2 separate regions of the Mus musculus genome follow, and region 2 is linked to region 1. Evidence: chromatin contacts called from public promoter capture Hi-C data. All regions are on one chromosome and are shown on one strand. Each heading gives the region's core, a stretch centred on a gene start, on an enhancer-like site or on the middle of the called end of the contact. The rest is flanking DNA. Distances are from core to core; before and after follow the strand shown.

The links. Capture Hi-C pulls out chosen DNA fragments and counts their contacts.
Region 2: a promoter capture Hi-C map of adipose tissue shows a contact between it and region 1. The contact joins the promoter of Elp3 here to the promoter of Pnoc in region 1. A contact is called at or near these places in 12 of 39 promoter capture datasets (the 3T3-L1 cell line, the HPC-7 cell line, the SN4741 cell line and 7 more), 1 of 15 datasets of contacts at CTCF or cohesin (CD8 T cells), 6 of 484 Hi-C or Micro-C datasets (the 4T1 cell line, the G1E-ER4 cell line, the Patski cell line and 2 more), 21 of 115 datasets of contacts at active chromatin or transcription factors (CD8 T cells, the HPC-7 cell line, the NIH/3T3 cell line and 13 more) and 4 of 9 other capture datasets (adipose tissue, embryonic stem cells, liver and 1 more).

Annotation. Positions count from the first base shown.
Region 1 is chr14:65,421,505-65,428,960 of GRCm38.p6, reverse strand. It overlaps Pnoc (prepronociceptin), which reads left to right and starts at 3,489. Exons shown (of 4, transcript NM_010932.2): 1 at 3,489-3,823.
Region 2 is chr14:65,588,216-65,595,671 of GRCm38.p6, reverse strand. It overlaps Elp3 (elongator acetyltransferase complex subunit 3), which reads left to right and starts at 2,560. Exons shown (of 15, transcript NM_001253812.1): 1 at 2,560-2,747; 2 at 5,067-5,166. The coding sequence starts at 2,672. It also overlaps a transcript of Nuggc not described here.

The DNA.
Region 1 (7,456 bases), core at 2,240-4,739:
CTCCCCGAGGCTGGGATTCTAAGTGCGTACCATAGTTTTGGTTTGTTTGTTTGTTGTTGTTTGTTTTTTTCAAGTGGACTCTTTGGTGTCAAAGTCAAGACTTCACACTTACAAGGTAAGCACTTTACCAACTGAGTTCGTTTCCTAGAGTGTCTGTCCAGTCAGGGAACAATGGACGACCTGTGACTCTCTAACTAGTCACCATGCTTGTGCAACAGCAAAGACGAGGGCCTCACAGCCAGCATCAACCCTCCCGGGCTCACTCTCTCCTTCCCCTCTACCTTAGAAATAGCCTGATGTGCCCCCCCCCCCGGAGCCTCACCTCTCCCATTTGATAAACTAGAAAGAACAAGTCAGAGTTGGTCACCCTTCACTCTTGCTTTCTCCTTCCCTGGCTGGAGTAGGGGTAGGGTAGAAACTTCTCTCTCTCTCTCTCTCTCTCTCTCTCTCTCTCTCTCTCTCTCTCTCTCTCCATTCTAAGAATGAATGACAGGTATTCTGTTCAAGAAGATTTCCCCCTGGATATAACAGAAACTTCAAATCAATGGCTTAAACAAAAGTGTGGGCTGCCCCTATACAGCCATCCTCTTTTGGACATGTGACTGTCGTGTCTAACCTAACTGGCCCTGGACAGCCAAGACATACACAGCCAATCCATGGAGTTCCAACTCCACACTGAGGCCTCAAGAGGACTGTGCTGTGCGTTGCCCTGATTTAGTGGGGTTTGCTTACACTGGTGCTCCAGCCTCCCTGTGAGATTGTGTGAGCTGGGACCTATGCAGGCAACAGTAAAGAAAGAATTCAGGAGGAGAACTGAGCCAGTCTCTGCAAGCCAACCCGCTGCTGGGTGCTGATGAGCGAGAAATCCACACTGAGACCAGAAGGACCTCCCCGCTGAGCCCAGCCTGAATCCCCAGCCCGCAGAATCATGAGACAAGCAAGGGTTCTGTTCTCTGCCTTTGGCATTAAATGCAGCCCATAACTGAGCCCTTAAAGACTGTAGAAAAGAAACATCTACATAAGACTGTTCAATTGATTGTTGTTTTATATCAGCTTTTATAATACTCATTTTTATTATTACAATATTTATAAATTTTAAAGAATATGATTAAAAAAGACCGTTGAAATAAAGGTTTGAGGGGTTTTTGTTTTGTTTTACTTTATTTTTTTTTCCAAAAACAGTGACTATTGGAAGTCTAGATTCAACATGGCAGGTTCATAGCCGAGGGGGACCCAGAACCTTCTGTGTTTATTTTGAATCGTCTTTAGCCTATGAATTTTGTGATGGCTAATTTGATTGTCAACTTGATGGGGTTTAGAATCACTATGAAAACAAACCTCTAGGTGTGTCTGTGTGAGAGTTTCTCAACTAAGTTAACTGAGGCAGAAAGATCCATCTGAAGTCTGGGTAACAACATTCCTTTGGCCAGGATCTCAACCTGAACATACAAAAAGGAAGGAAGAAAAGGAGGGAGGGGAGTAGGAAAGAAAGAAAGAAAGAAAGAAAGAAAGAAAGAAAGAAAGAAAGAGAGGGGGGAGGGAGGGAGGGAGGAAGGAAGGAAGGAAGGAAGGAAAGAAGGAAGGAAGGAAGGAGAAGAGAGAGGAGAAGAGAAGAGAAGAGGAGAGGAGAGGAGAGGAGAGGAGAGGAGAGGAGAGGAGAGGAGAGGAGAGAAGAGAAGAGAAGAGAAGAGAAGAGAAGAGAAGAGAAGAGAAGAGAAGAGAAGAGAAGAGAAGAGAAGAGAAGAGAAGAGAAACTGAGCTGAGAACCCACATCCATTGCTCTCAGCTCCCTGACAGTGGCCACAATATGACCGGCAGCATCAAACTCCACCCAATTACTTCCCACCATGAAAGACTGCACCCTCAAACTGTGAGCCCACACATACCCTTTCTCCCTTAGGTTGCTTTTGTTGTGTGTCTGCTTCCCAGCTATGAGAAAAGTAGCCATTGTACAGCTTTCAAGCTCAAAGTTGCCTCAAGATCCAAGAGAGCAGCTAGAACTCCAGCCATCACGCGTGTGCTCCAGGAGATAAGCTTGAGGGAGGGAACACACAAGCCTCTGTTAGCTGAGTTGAGATCTTTAAAAGACCTTCCTCAAAATCCAAACCTAAAAACCAGCAGCATGACTTTTGGTGACTCGAGCTACACAAAAGGCTAGGAAAATACAGGGTTTTAGCTGAGTACACTGTCACTTTAAGTAAAATCAAAGACATGGCTCTATAAAGAATAACAAGGGATGGAAAATATTGGGCAGCCACCCAGCAAGAGCTACCACAGCGTGTACAAGATGAGGCTCCATACCCAGGACCAGCAGGGTGCATAACTATCTCTCCACGCCCCATGTCATGCAGAAAGCGTGTACTGGCTGCTTTGACCGTAGTGACCACGTGGACCTCAGAGAGCTCTGTGCCAAGTGGGCATGCTGGTTCCCTGGGCCTTTTCACTAGGAACATGTGTGAGTAGGAATTTCGTTTTCAGGGCTTGTTCTTAACCTGGGCAAGTGTTTGCTGTTCACTTTTTGTTGAGATAGAATTCCTACAAGGACAAAATTCACCATTCTAAATAACTCTTTCATCACACTTAAAAGAAACTCTGTACCCATCAGTAGCCAGGGCAGGTGCTTCCCTGAACCCTCCTCTGCCCAGTCCCCAGTCTACCAAGAACTAGACTTGCCACCTGAACAGGTGCTTGCTCTCCTCAGATGATGAAAGCCTTGCATTCTGGAATGTTTCAAATCTTAGGAAAATGAAGAACAGGGTCCTGGTGCAGTTCTCCCAGGGGCAGGGAAGGGAGATCCTCAGAGATGGGGTACACTCTGAGCACTGGGACTCCAGCTGCCTGGGTGCCACCTGTCCGCAGGCCACTCCCTGCCTGGGCTAAGAAGAAGATTTGGGTTCCACAACAAGGGCTGGGGCATCTTCAGCAGCCTGCAACATCCTAAGGTGCAGCGGCAGCTTGGAAACCTCCCAGATACCAATGTGAGACTTCAGGTAGCACCGATTACAGGAAAAAGATGGTGAGATAGGAGAGAATGTGGCACTAGCATTTAATAAAGGCCTCTGCGTCCCAAACACAAACAGAATCTCATCGCTCCACTCCCGTCTTGGGAGTTGGTGCACCCATTCTACAGAAGGGAACCTGAGGCCCACCGGACATGCACCTGCTGCAAAGGAGAAAGCTGCAGTCTCAAAGCCCCTGCCGAGCTTGTGCTCTGATCTATACTGTGCCGCGCTGTGAGCACCTGTGGAAAATGCTTCCAGAATCACCCCGGTGTGGCCTAGCCCTTGCCACCCCAATGGGGCCAGGACATTAGGAGGGGTCTCAGCTGAGCCAGTGGGAGCTGGGCGTGAGTTCCCCCTCCCTCCTGTGTGCTGCCTGATCCTCACTCCTCAGGCGGAGAGGTTATTGGAGAAGACTCCAGGTTTTGGGGTCTGCCTTATCCCTTGTCACCAGGAGTCTGTTTTTCTGAGTGACTTGCCAGCTCTCCCTAGGCTGGCCATCCTCACAGTGGCTCTGAAAGCAGCCGGAGAGGCAGCTGAGGGATCCTAGCTGATCGGGAGTCCAGGTGAAAACAGGCTAGAGGCTGCGTTGATGGGAGGCTGGCATGTCACAAGTCTGAACGCGGAGCAGGGGAGGGGGCCAGGCAGGCAGGATTGTAGTTGGGCTGTTTGGTTGATGAAGGGGGTCAGCGTAGGCATGTGTCATCATCGAGGTAGGCAGGGAAGGGGAGGGCTGTGCGTGGGGGGAGGATATATATGCTGGTGTGGCTGACACAGAGGAACAAGCCTCACATCTGAGAGAACCCTGAAACGGACAGCGTCAGGTAGGCAATGCATGTGGCCCCAGCAACCAGCCGGTCGACAGTATCTGCCCAGAGCCTCTCCGGAGAGCAGGGCAGTCTGGGCAGCTCCTCCACCCCTGTCTTTTGTCCACTGTGGCTGCTTGCTGGCCTCTTGTGAGATTGTGGCTTCATTCATCTTCTCAGTGTTCCGATGGTGGAGAAGGGGGAGGGCTGAGGGCTGGCTAGTCTCAAAGAGAAATGCGAAAGAAAGCTGAACTTGGAAATGAGGAAAAGTTTTGCTTCCCCAGTTGTGGCCGCTACTGGGTGACGGATACACATGGAAGAGGTGGCTGCGGGCGAGAGGGTGGACACTGGGAGGGGGCTTGCCATTCAGAGGAGCCCTGGGAAGCCCCTGGAGCACACCTTATGTCGGATTTTTGTTCTGTGGCTTCCTGCCCTTTGTGCAAACTGTCGTCTGGTGTCATTGAATCTGATGTCATTCTGGTTCTCTTACACCTTAATGGAAATTGTCAATAATGTGGGGAAAGACAGATCCAAAGGCTGAGCTTCACCTGAGTCCATGGCTGAATGCAGTCAGTAGCCGGCAGGGTGATTTTCGTGGTCGTTTTTTTAAAGGCATGACCTTGGTCCTCTGGATCCTGGGTTGTTCCCAGGTATCCTCTCTTCCTTGACATCTTTCTCCCCACTGCTCGTCTGTCCCACCTAAAAGGTCTCTGCCCAGATTGCATGGAACTCTCCCAGGTCAGGGAATCTGAACTAGCACTGCTTTCTCTCAGCCTCCTCCTCCTCCTCCTCCTCCTCCTCCTCCTCCTCCTCCTCCTCTCTTTGTGTATTTCTTTCCCCTCCCTTCTCTACTCATCCCCTTCTCTCCCCCATCTCCTTTTGAACTTGGAGAAGTTCGGGGGTGGGGGGATTTCAAGTAAGGCAGGATGATTCGGAAAAGGGGGCTATTTAAAGCATGCTGCTTTGGACTTGAATACCCCAAGCCTGGGCTTAAACATCTGTGTTTAGCTTCCTCCAGCAGCTCATAATTGCCCCAATTATAACCAATAACATTGTTCAGCAGACTAACAAAAGCTGAGCTCCACACGGCATTTGCCAGCAAGCCCAAACGAGAGTTTCCATCTCAGAGGGAGAAAAGTAACTGCCCGGCTTCGTATCAAAACCTCCCAAAGAGAACGCTGTGATTTCTCGCAGCCTGTGGGTGGATGCTGCACACACCCCTCCCTTTTCTCATTTGTGAAGCCTAGCAGGGAGATATTCTACAAGCTTCCATCAGTGCCATGATACCTTAACAGAAAGGAGTCCTGTTCCTCCGGCTCGCTGAGTCTTCTGCAGGAGAAACTGCCCCAGACATCATCTGAGTCAAGGATACAGCCGCACGTCTCCAGGTGACCCCCAGCACTGTCTGTGGAAAGTGCTCTGGTGTAGCTAAGGGTCATCTTCTTCAGGAGTGGCCGCCGCTGCCTTATCAGCTGAAGTCTGAGGGCACTTAGGGCTGCAGAAAACTCAGCAGGTTTTGCATTGCCGGTGAAGGGAGTAATTGCAGGATTAGACGTTAGCCGAGCCCGAGAATGGAGCTGTCACCAAGCAATTCCGTCTTCAATCAATCAGGTATTTATCAGCTACACCCCACCAGGCAAGGGAGGCACGGGGCTCTATAGACTCAGCAGAGATGCTAATAACAGCACTTTATTTGTGCAATGATTTACGCGCTTCACACCCATTATCTCCAGCAACAACCCTGGAAGGCTAAAAAGAAAGAAAAAAAAATCATTATCTCAAGAGTTGCAGGAACAGGACCCAATGCAGCAAGCGCAGCCCGGAGCAGCTGTCCCAGGTCTGATGCTCACTCCCCTTAAGATCCGTAGAGCTTGTAAACTAGTAGCAGGCACACACCACTGACTGTTAGGAAGCAATGCAAGATAATGGGATAGCACAGGGCTGGGTGTGATCAGTCCTACACTTGAGGTCCAGAAAGTCAAAGCTGGATGAATTTAGGGTACTTCCTCCGGCAACTGATGCCAGTGGGAAGAGAGGTAGAATTCGCATGGGAGAGGATGGATCCAGGGTTTGAAAGCAGCTAGGACAAAAGCCCAAAGGAAAGGCAAAGGAATTGATCTTTCTCTAATCCAGGAATGGCGTACATTAAGCTAAACTTGGATATATACTTATTTCATCACACACACACACACACACACACACACACACACACACACACGGTGACCATGACCAGTTTAATCCTGTATTGTTCAATCCTGTATTGTGTACTTACAATGATATGCTTCGAAGACCCTTCCTTCCCCCCTGACTCCTCCACTCACACAGACCATAAGGAAATGTTTGTTTCCTGTGCGCTGGGTCATCAGATGCTTTAGGAACAAAAGAACACATCTCAGGAATGAGCATCATCACGACATCGGCTTTGGGGGGCTTGAGTTCCTGAGAACAAAGGGATCTTTGAAACAGTTCTGTTTCGATACCTTCATCTGCTCCCACCGTCTCACATAGATCTTACATTTTAACCACAAACTCTAGCTGTGATAGTTGGGGCACACCAATTTGAGGGAGCAAGGGGACACAAGTTATTTTCTGAGCATCATAACCCTCGAAAGGTTACACCCACTTTGAACCTCAACTTCCCATGGCCCTGGGTCTGTCAAAATCCTGGCAGCTGCCTAGGCACTGCAGCAGCATAGACCAGCCAGGTAGGGAAAGCTGGGCTTGCCTTCCTGCCAAGCAGACAAGGCTCTGCAGCCTACAGTGTCACAACCAGCCTCTCTCCTCCTCGTGCTGGTCCTGTGATCTTCCCCCATCCTGTCACCCCATTCATCCTTTCATTCATCCAGCTGAGAACGTGCGTGGGTTCCTGAGAGGAGCAGTGCACGCGCCTGTAGCACTCAGTCACCAGCTTTCTCCCAACTCACCATCAAAGTCACAAAATGTGAATGAACCTAGACCAGTAGTCTCCAAAGGGGCTTACCTACCCAGATACCTACTAGGCGACTAGAAACTGAGGTGTTAAATTGGTTTTTATCTTATTACAACACACACACACATTTCCTCTGCAGGCACATATTGAAGCTAGAGGTCAACACCAGGTGTCCTTCCTCCTCTACTGTTCTCCGACATATTTACTTGAGCAGAATCTCTGACCAAATCTCAGAAGCTCAGAGTTTAGTTAGAGTGACTGACAAGCAAGGCAGCAGGCTCTGCTTGTCACTGTCCCCAGCCTCAGCACTGGGGTTACAGGCACACAATACCACTCCTGGCTTTTTACACGACTTCTGCAGAATCCAAGCTCAGGCATTCATGTTGTGTAACAAGCATTTTATAGACTGAACCATCTCCCCACCCCCTAAATCTTATCTTTCTTAATTTCTCCATTAATGGATTTTATAAAATATGGAACATGATTTGAAGAGATTAGGAATGTATGTTCAAAACTAATTGTAAGAGTAACTGTGGTTAATGACAACTTATTCTTCACTTTAAAATAGCCAGGGTAGAGGACTTAGAACATTTGCTACACAAAAGAATGAGCTGACTGCCCCGATCTAACTGTTACACAGTGCACACCGTGTGGAAATAATACACCATACCTCCAAAAACGTGTATAGTCATGTCAATTAAGACTCTCTTTAAAACTGGTTG
Region 2 (7,456 bases), core at 1,311-3,810, 170 kb before region 1:
TCCCCCAAACTGTTCTCATCAAGGTCTCCCAAGGCTCCTGATCAATACAATCTTCATCTTCCTTGACTCATCTACAGTATGTGACACAGTTGATAACTCTCTGCTTCTTAACATATTTCTCTTGGCTTCTAGGTCTCCCACTCTCTGCTGGTTTTCTCCCCACACCCCAGATGTCTGGCCAGTTTTCTTGCTAGTTATTAGTCTTGTCTCTGATCTGATAATCATGGGAGATTCTTTACTTCTTTTACCCTGTTTCACAACTTTAAACTCCACCATACACCTAAAGCTCTCAACTGGGACCTCAAGCACACCTCTCACAGTTTGCCACTCATCAGATCCAAAGCCAGCCCCCCCCACACACACACACTTCATATCAGATAACAACAACTACATTATTCCCCTTCCTTAATCCAAAAGCTGAGATCTCATACTGAGTGTCAAGGTCTCTTTTGTTTTTCCCACACTGAGTGGAAGATTTGTGGAAATCATAAAAAAAAAAATTTCAGAATCTGAACAAGTCTTAGCACTTCCATGGCTTTCCATCCTGATTTGAGACACCTTAATCTCTTGCCTTACTTAGTGGTTCCCAAACTTTGATGACATTGTAGTCTGCTTTGGCAGTATTTTTTTTTTTTCTGTCACTGAGACAAAACACCATGACCAATAGAAACTTGGAGAGGAAAGGGCTTATTTGGCTTCCACATCATAGTTCATTACTGAAGGAAGCCAGAGCAGAAACTCAGAGAAGGAACCTGGAGGCAGGAGCTGATGTAGAAGCCCCTGGCTTGTTCAGCCTGCTTTCTTATAGAACCCAGGACCATCCCCATCCCCAGAAGGCACCTCCCACAATGGACTGGGCCCTCCGACTTCAATCTCTACTTAAGAAAATGCCTTACACTCAGATTTTATGACTGTCTTTTCTCAATTGAGTTACCCTCCCTCCAGATAGCTCTCGTCTATGTGTCAAGTTGACATAAGACCAACCAGCACAGGGCCACAGAGGATTTCTGTCTTATGTGTTGATTCCGAGATACACATTCGACATCAAAATCTACCGAGATGTCAAATAGGGAAGAAGCGGAGGTTGAACTATAAATCTGAGAGTAGAAAGATGATATTTAAAGACCATGGAACTCCAGAATCGCTAGAAAGAGACAGGATCAATAAGACCATTATTAGCTTGAAGTGAGACAGAGATATCTATAAGAGACTGAAATAATAATAATGATTGAAAATTCTAGAGTGGGGGGCCCTTATCTAAAAAAATATTTTCAGGGAAGTTAGTTTTGTTGACAAGAGGGTGGTATTAAGATAATTTGGTACACTGAAAAATCTCAAAGTCTTGACCAGGACAGTTTCAGTGTAGTGGTGACAACCAAGTCAGAGCTACCTCAACTCTACTGGGTAATAAGAAACTTGAAACATCACACCTTCCATTCTTTATTAATATCAAGGATTCTTAATCTTTGGTCCATACACAAAGGAGGTCATGGAAGGGTTTCAAGAAAAAGTTATTCCAAGTCCCATCTCCAGATGTTGCAAAATTTTGTACATGGTGTCTCACCTAGTGTTTTCAAGATTGTCATCAAGAAAAATCAGAGACCCAGGAATCCTCTAGGCTGCAAAGCCTGAAAGATCAAACTGATACTTGCTTCTTGTTTGCTGTCTTTTAGGGAAATCAGAACTTAGCGTTATCACACTGAAGGTTTAATGTTCATGGTATGTGGGATTTCTATCCCATCTCTATGTGTGGTGTATCTGAGCTCCCAAGTCCCCACACAAGGGCTACTCACTTCCAAGATTCTTGAAATAGGCACTTAGACAAGCAACTAAGTGCAAGATAAAGGTCTGGTATCTGTCTTCATTTTGTGCCTGTCTCCTTTATTTTGGCTGAAGGTACAAAGATTAATCGTCCTAAACCTACAAGTCACCTTGAGTCCAGAGAAAACAAAGTCTCAAAGGCTAGACTCCTGCCTATATAAGGACTATTATTCGTCAGGGCTGCACCTTGGAGCACTGAATGATCTCACCTTGTAGGAGCTAAATGGATCTCCGGAAGGGATGCAGCGATAAAGACTTTGACCACCTTGAAAACCAGAACTGAGATAATGATCAACCAGACCACATCTTAACCCAGGACTGTTTAAACATACCTCTTGTCTCCTGCCCTCAATTCTTCCATAACTTAAAAAAAAAAAAAAAAAAAAAAAAAAAAAAGGTATGTCAACACCCCGGGTGTCAGTGGGAGGGCGAATCTGGTCTCCTTTATGTCAACATTGTTGGCTATACTAGCGACAAGTGGCCCAGCCCCTCTTGCAGAAGTTGTCAAAGGCCAGGCTTTTGCTTAAGGAACTCTGGTTACAATTCACTTTCGTCCCAGCTTCTTGGAGAAGCGTCTAAACTGTACTATCGTTACTTCCCAGATCCACCTTTCTGGTCCCCAGGAATTCTCCAATGCCCCACTAAATCACTGTGCACATCCCCTCCCAGTCTCAGAGAGCTGGGAGCTGCCACCTAGACAGGGCGGGGCTCCGCGCTCCGCCTTCTGGGAAGAGCTTTATGGTACAGTCGCTGTGTTTTCACGACAGTCCCGGGCGGCTTTACGGCTGCTAAGTTTCTCCGCCTTCTAAACCGCGGTAACGTGGTGGCATATTGCTACGCCAGCGCAGAGATGAGGCAAAAGAGGAAAGGTGCAAAATACGTGGGACAAGGGCGCAAGGGAGGAAGTGGATTCTCTGAGATCACAGGTTGAAGCTCAATTTTCCATGGGAATTACTGCTTGGTCTGGGCCCGCGGGACCCCGGTTGGCGGGCCTCCCTTCCTATCTGTCCTTTGTAAAACAGCCCCCTTCTCTCTTCCCCTTTGGAAGAGACTACTTGTTGTTTTTTGTGTAGATGGGTAAACGGTACTGCTATTCCAAGATAACTTTCAGAGGAGATAGGTGTTGAGTTGCAGGTTAATTTGCGGTAATTTACTGGACGTGTTTATTTAAGGTGTTTTTGTTTTTTGTTTTTGTTTTTTAAATCTTAAAGTAGGAAAGGCCTCCTTAAGGTAGAGATTGTGCAGTTTGTGCAATAGCTTTACGTGACTTACTTGCATTTATTTTACCTCCGGAGTAGTCTGGAGTAACTGTGCAGTTTTTGGTTTTTTTTTCAACAGGATGAAGTCATTTTTTTTTAAATCTTTTTTTTTTTTTTGCAATAGATTCCATTCTTAACTCTGTACTGCCCTTGAAGAGTTGGTCTGATAATATTACTGTTGGATGTCACAATAATAGCTGGGTATTGAGCCTTTCCCAGTCATTTTGAAGACGTGTTGTCATTTCATGCTCGAAAAAGCTGAGGTTTGGTTAACTTTTCCAGTCAAAGTTTATACTTAGTGTGAGGAGCTGCCTGTGACATCGGAAGCATCAAATGAAAAGTCAGTGCGGTATTGGTCACCGCTCTTGGCACTAACTGGAACTGCCCTTCTAGACATGTTCTATATACTTGTCACATCAAACACAACATGCACTAGATCCGTTTGATCTTACTTTACTGTAACGTGTTTATTCCTAGGCTGGCAATCAGCAAGCCCCAGCCAGCCCGTCTCCCTTGCCCACTCCTCCATGGTCCCCACGTTACGGGCATGAATGTGGCCTAGCTTCGAACATGGGAGCAGGGATTCAAACTGAAGTTTTCATGTGTGTAGATCTGGCTTTTGTTTATCATCTACATTGATTGTATCTTTCTTTTTTTAGCTTTCTGACATATTTGTTATATTGGTAATCTCTCTTTTAAAAAAACTACTTTTTTTTTCTTAAGTTACAGAGTTGAGAATGTATAATTTTTTTCTGTTACGTTTAATGCCTTTGCCTAGTGGCCAGTGTACTGTCTACTTACTGAACCCTGCTCAGGCAACCTGTGGTCAAGTTAGATAGATCTCCTTTCACCAGAATAGGTAGTTCTTATGCCTAGCCTTGTTCCTTCTTGTTGTTCCTTGGTTTACACCCTGACCTTTCTTTAATGATGCTAATTCTCTTTCCTCCATGAAATACTTCTTACTGGTTTGCCCAAGTAGTATTCAGATCTTTTATTTTTGTTAGCCCAGCCTCTTACTCTCTAGATGAAGTCTTATGCAGAAGTTTTTAATGTAGAAAGAAGAAAACAGAGTTGCAGTGGTCTTAATACATATGCATGTGTATGCGCACACACGCATGCATGCACACACACACACACTCACCCAAATAGATGGAGATGTATAGATATGCAAGTTGACAGGGTGATATCTCATCTTCTGTGCTCATCCCGTACCCCAAGTCCACCTCTGTTACATAGCCTCTGAGGCACCTTTGTAGAACTGAGAATGCTGGGAAATCACTAGTCTTTGGCTATCCATAGACTTCTCTCTCATTGTTTGATATGTATTAGCTTTGCCTCATTAAGTTGGTGGAGTACACAGTGCACAATATGGTAAAAAGACCTGAACCTGAGATCTAACCCTGCCCTTTACAATGACATCTGAACTTGCTTTGATCCAGTTTTACATGTATAAAATAGGACGACAATACCAACTTTACAGTGTCATTGTGAGTTTCAAATGGGTGACTTCCATGGTGTTCTTATCCACACTCCTATGATGACTTCTTTCTTTTTCACACCAGCAGGCAGGAGGCGTGTTTGCTGCCATCACCCAAGCTAACACAGCGCACCACTGTTGTCAGCTGGTAAAAGATGGGCTCTCCTGACCCTTGACAAAAAGAGCTGAGATTTTTCTGGCTTGGATGGGTTGCTTATGCTTGGATGAGTCATTTGTGATTGACAGTAGGATGATGTGGCAATCGTGCCAGCATCTCCTGTGTCTGTGGATGAGAGAGCAGGCTGCCAAGACAGGATCATGCAGGTCAGCAGACAGTAGCTTAGAAATGCAGCTAGACCCTTAGATAGGCCAGGCCAGCTAGTACGTACTGTAATCTCAACACTCAAGAGGCTCCTGACTGACACACTTAAAATTTCGTTGCATGTACAAATAAATAATTGTTAAAGAGACTGAATGATGAGACTCTGTGGTTGAAATGTTCTCTGCAGGGGACCTCAGCCCGGCTGAGCTGATGATGCTGACTATAGGAGACGTTATCAAGCAGCTGGTTGAAGCTCATGAGCAGGGGAAAGACGTCGATCTAAATAAGTAAGTGGATCTATAGAAGGGCAGTCTTGCTGTCGTGTCCTTAAGTAAGGGTTGATCTGTCTGTCTGACACAGGGTCTCATTTTGTATCCCAAGCTGGCCTCAAATTCAAGACATTCCTCTTGCCTAAGTTTCCCAAGCCCTGGAATTCCTGGCATGCCCCGCTGTGCCTGGCAGTAGAGCCAGGCTGTTCTGCAAACTGACCTAAAGCTACCTGTTTTCTGTGTAGTGGTTAAGAATTGTAGTTTCCTGCCTTGTCACATGCTTCACGGTGACACAATTGTGCTGAAGCCTCTGACTCTAATTGTCTCTGGCCTTCCTTGGCACTTTCAGTACCCCAGGCACTGTCAGGAGTACACTGCAGGTCACAGAAACCGAAGGAAAGGGGTCCTAGTTAGAATGACCACTCTGATGAAACACTAAAGCAACTTGGGTAGGAAAAGGTTTATTTCAATTTATACTTCCAGGTAACAGCAGTCCATCATAGAGGGAAGTCAGGGCAGGAATTCAAACAGGGAAGGAACCTAGAAACAGGAGCTGATGCAGAGGCCATGGAAGAGCGTTGCTTGCTCCATATAGCTTGCTCAACCTGCTTTCTGTTAGAACTCAAGATCACCAGCCCAGGGATCGCACCACCCACAGTGGGCTAGGCCCTCCCCCATCAGTCACTAATTAAGAAAATGTCTTAAAGGCTTGCCTACAGCCCGGTCTTGTGGAGGTATTTTCTCTATTGAGGCCCTCCTCTGCTCCAATACTTATAATTGTGTCATATTGACATAAAATTAGCCTGCACAACTGACTCCTTGTCAACTTGAGACAAAAACACAACACTTTTCAGTTAGAACCTTTCTTTTCTCATCTATCCCCAACATGGCATATTAATCTTAACACCACAGTCTAAAACATAAATAACTTGAAAGTCCAGTCGTCTTTACAATTCAAACAGATTAATAAGATCTTTAAAAGATCCAGTCTCTTAAAACTCCAAAATCCCTTTTAAAAGTTCAAAGTCTCTCAACTCTGGGCTCCTGTAAAAAATCAAAATTGAGTTACTTTTCTTCACAATCTGAACAAAGCAAATCCAAACTCCTACAGTTAAATAATTGAATGTCCAGTGTTTGGGATTCACTCAAAATCATCTGGACTCCTCCAGGGTGCTTGTACCTCTTCTCCAGCTCTACCCTCTCCAGTACACACAGGTCTTCTAGGTTCCTACTGGCACAACTCCACAGCTGCCGGTGTTTTTTGTGGTCATCCTCTGGTACTGGCATCTCCACTGTTGGCACTAGGTCAGACCTTCAACAGTAGCCTCTCCTGGGCTCTTCATGGTGAAGCTTCAGCTTCTCTGACCCCTTCAATCATGGCCTTTCCATTGCTAGTCTGATTGTACCTTCTCCAATGGCCTCTCTTGACCTCTCACAGTGCCAAGTCTCAGTTGCCGTCCATGATGCCTCCATGGCTTCAATGACTAGGTTTAGCTGCCAGCACAAGGTACAACCTTGACCACCTCAAAAGACGGCTTGCATGTGCTAACTCTGAGGAAATTTTCCCCAGAAGATTTCACCTCAGTAATGCTGGCCTCTTCCTAACCGCACCTGATTCTCCAGCTGATCAGGCACCACAGATGTGTCACACAAACAGACCCGGTAGGGTCTTTGCTTCCCTCTGAAACGTCACAAGCCAGGCCTCCTCCATCTGCACCCTAGTCTTTGTTACCGCCTGAATGAGTGGTCATTCATCCATTGCTTTCAACACTCTTACCTTTTAAGCTCCCACAGAACATCCCATTGGCTCAATGGCTTTTCTTGACCAAAGTTCCAAAGCCCTTCCACAATCCTCGCAAAAAACAACATGGACAGATCTGTCACAGCAATACTCCAGTCTCCTGGTACCAACTTACCTTTGGTTTTCTGTAGCTATGATGAAACACCATGACCAAAATTAATTTATGGCCGGGCAGTGGTGGCGCACCCCTTTAATCCCAGCACTTGGGAGGCAGAGGCAGGTGGATTTCTGAGTTTGAGGCGAGCCTGGTCTACAGAGTGAGTTCCAGGACAGCCAGGGCTACACAGAGAAACCCTGCCTCGAAAAACCAAAACCAAAACAATAACAACAACAACAAAACAATTTATGGAGGAAAGGGTTTACTTTGTCTTACAACTCTCAGGTTACACTCGTCACTCTGTCACTGAAGGAAGTCAGGGCAGAAGTATAAAGCAGGAAGCTGGAGGCAGGAGCTGATGTAGATGCCTGGGAGGGGTGTGGCTTACCAGCCTGCTCCCCATGGCTTGC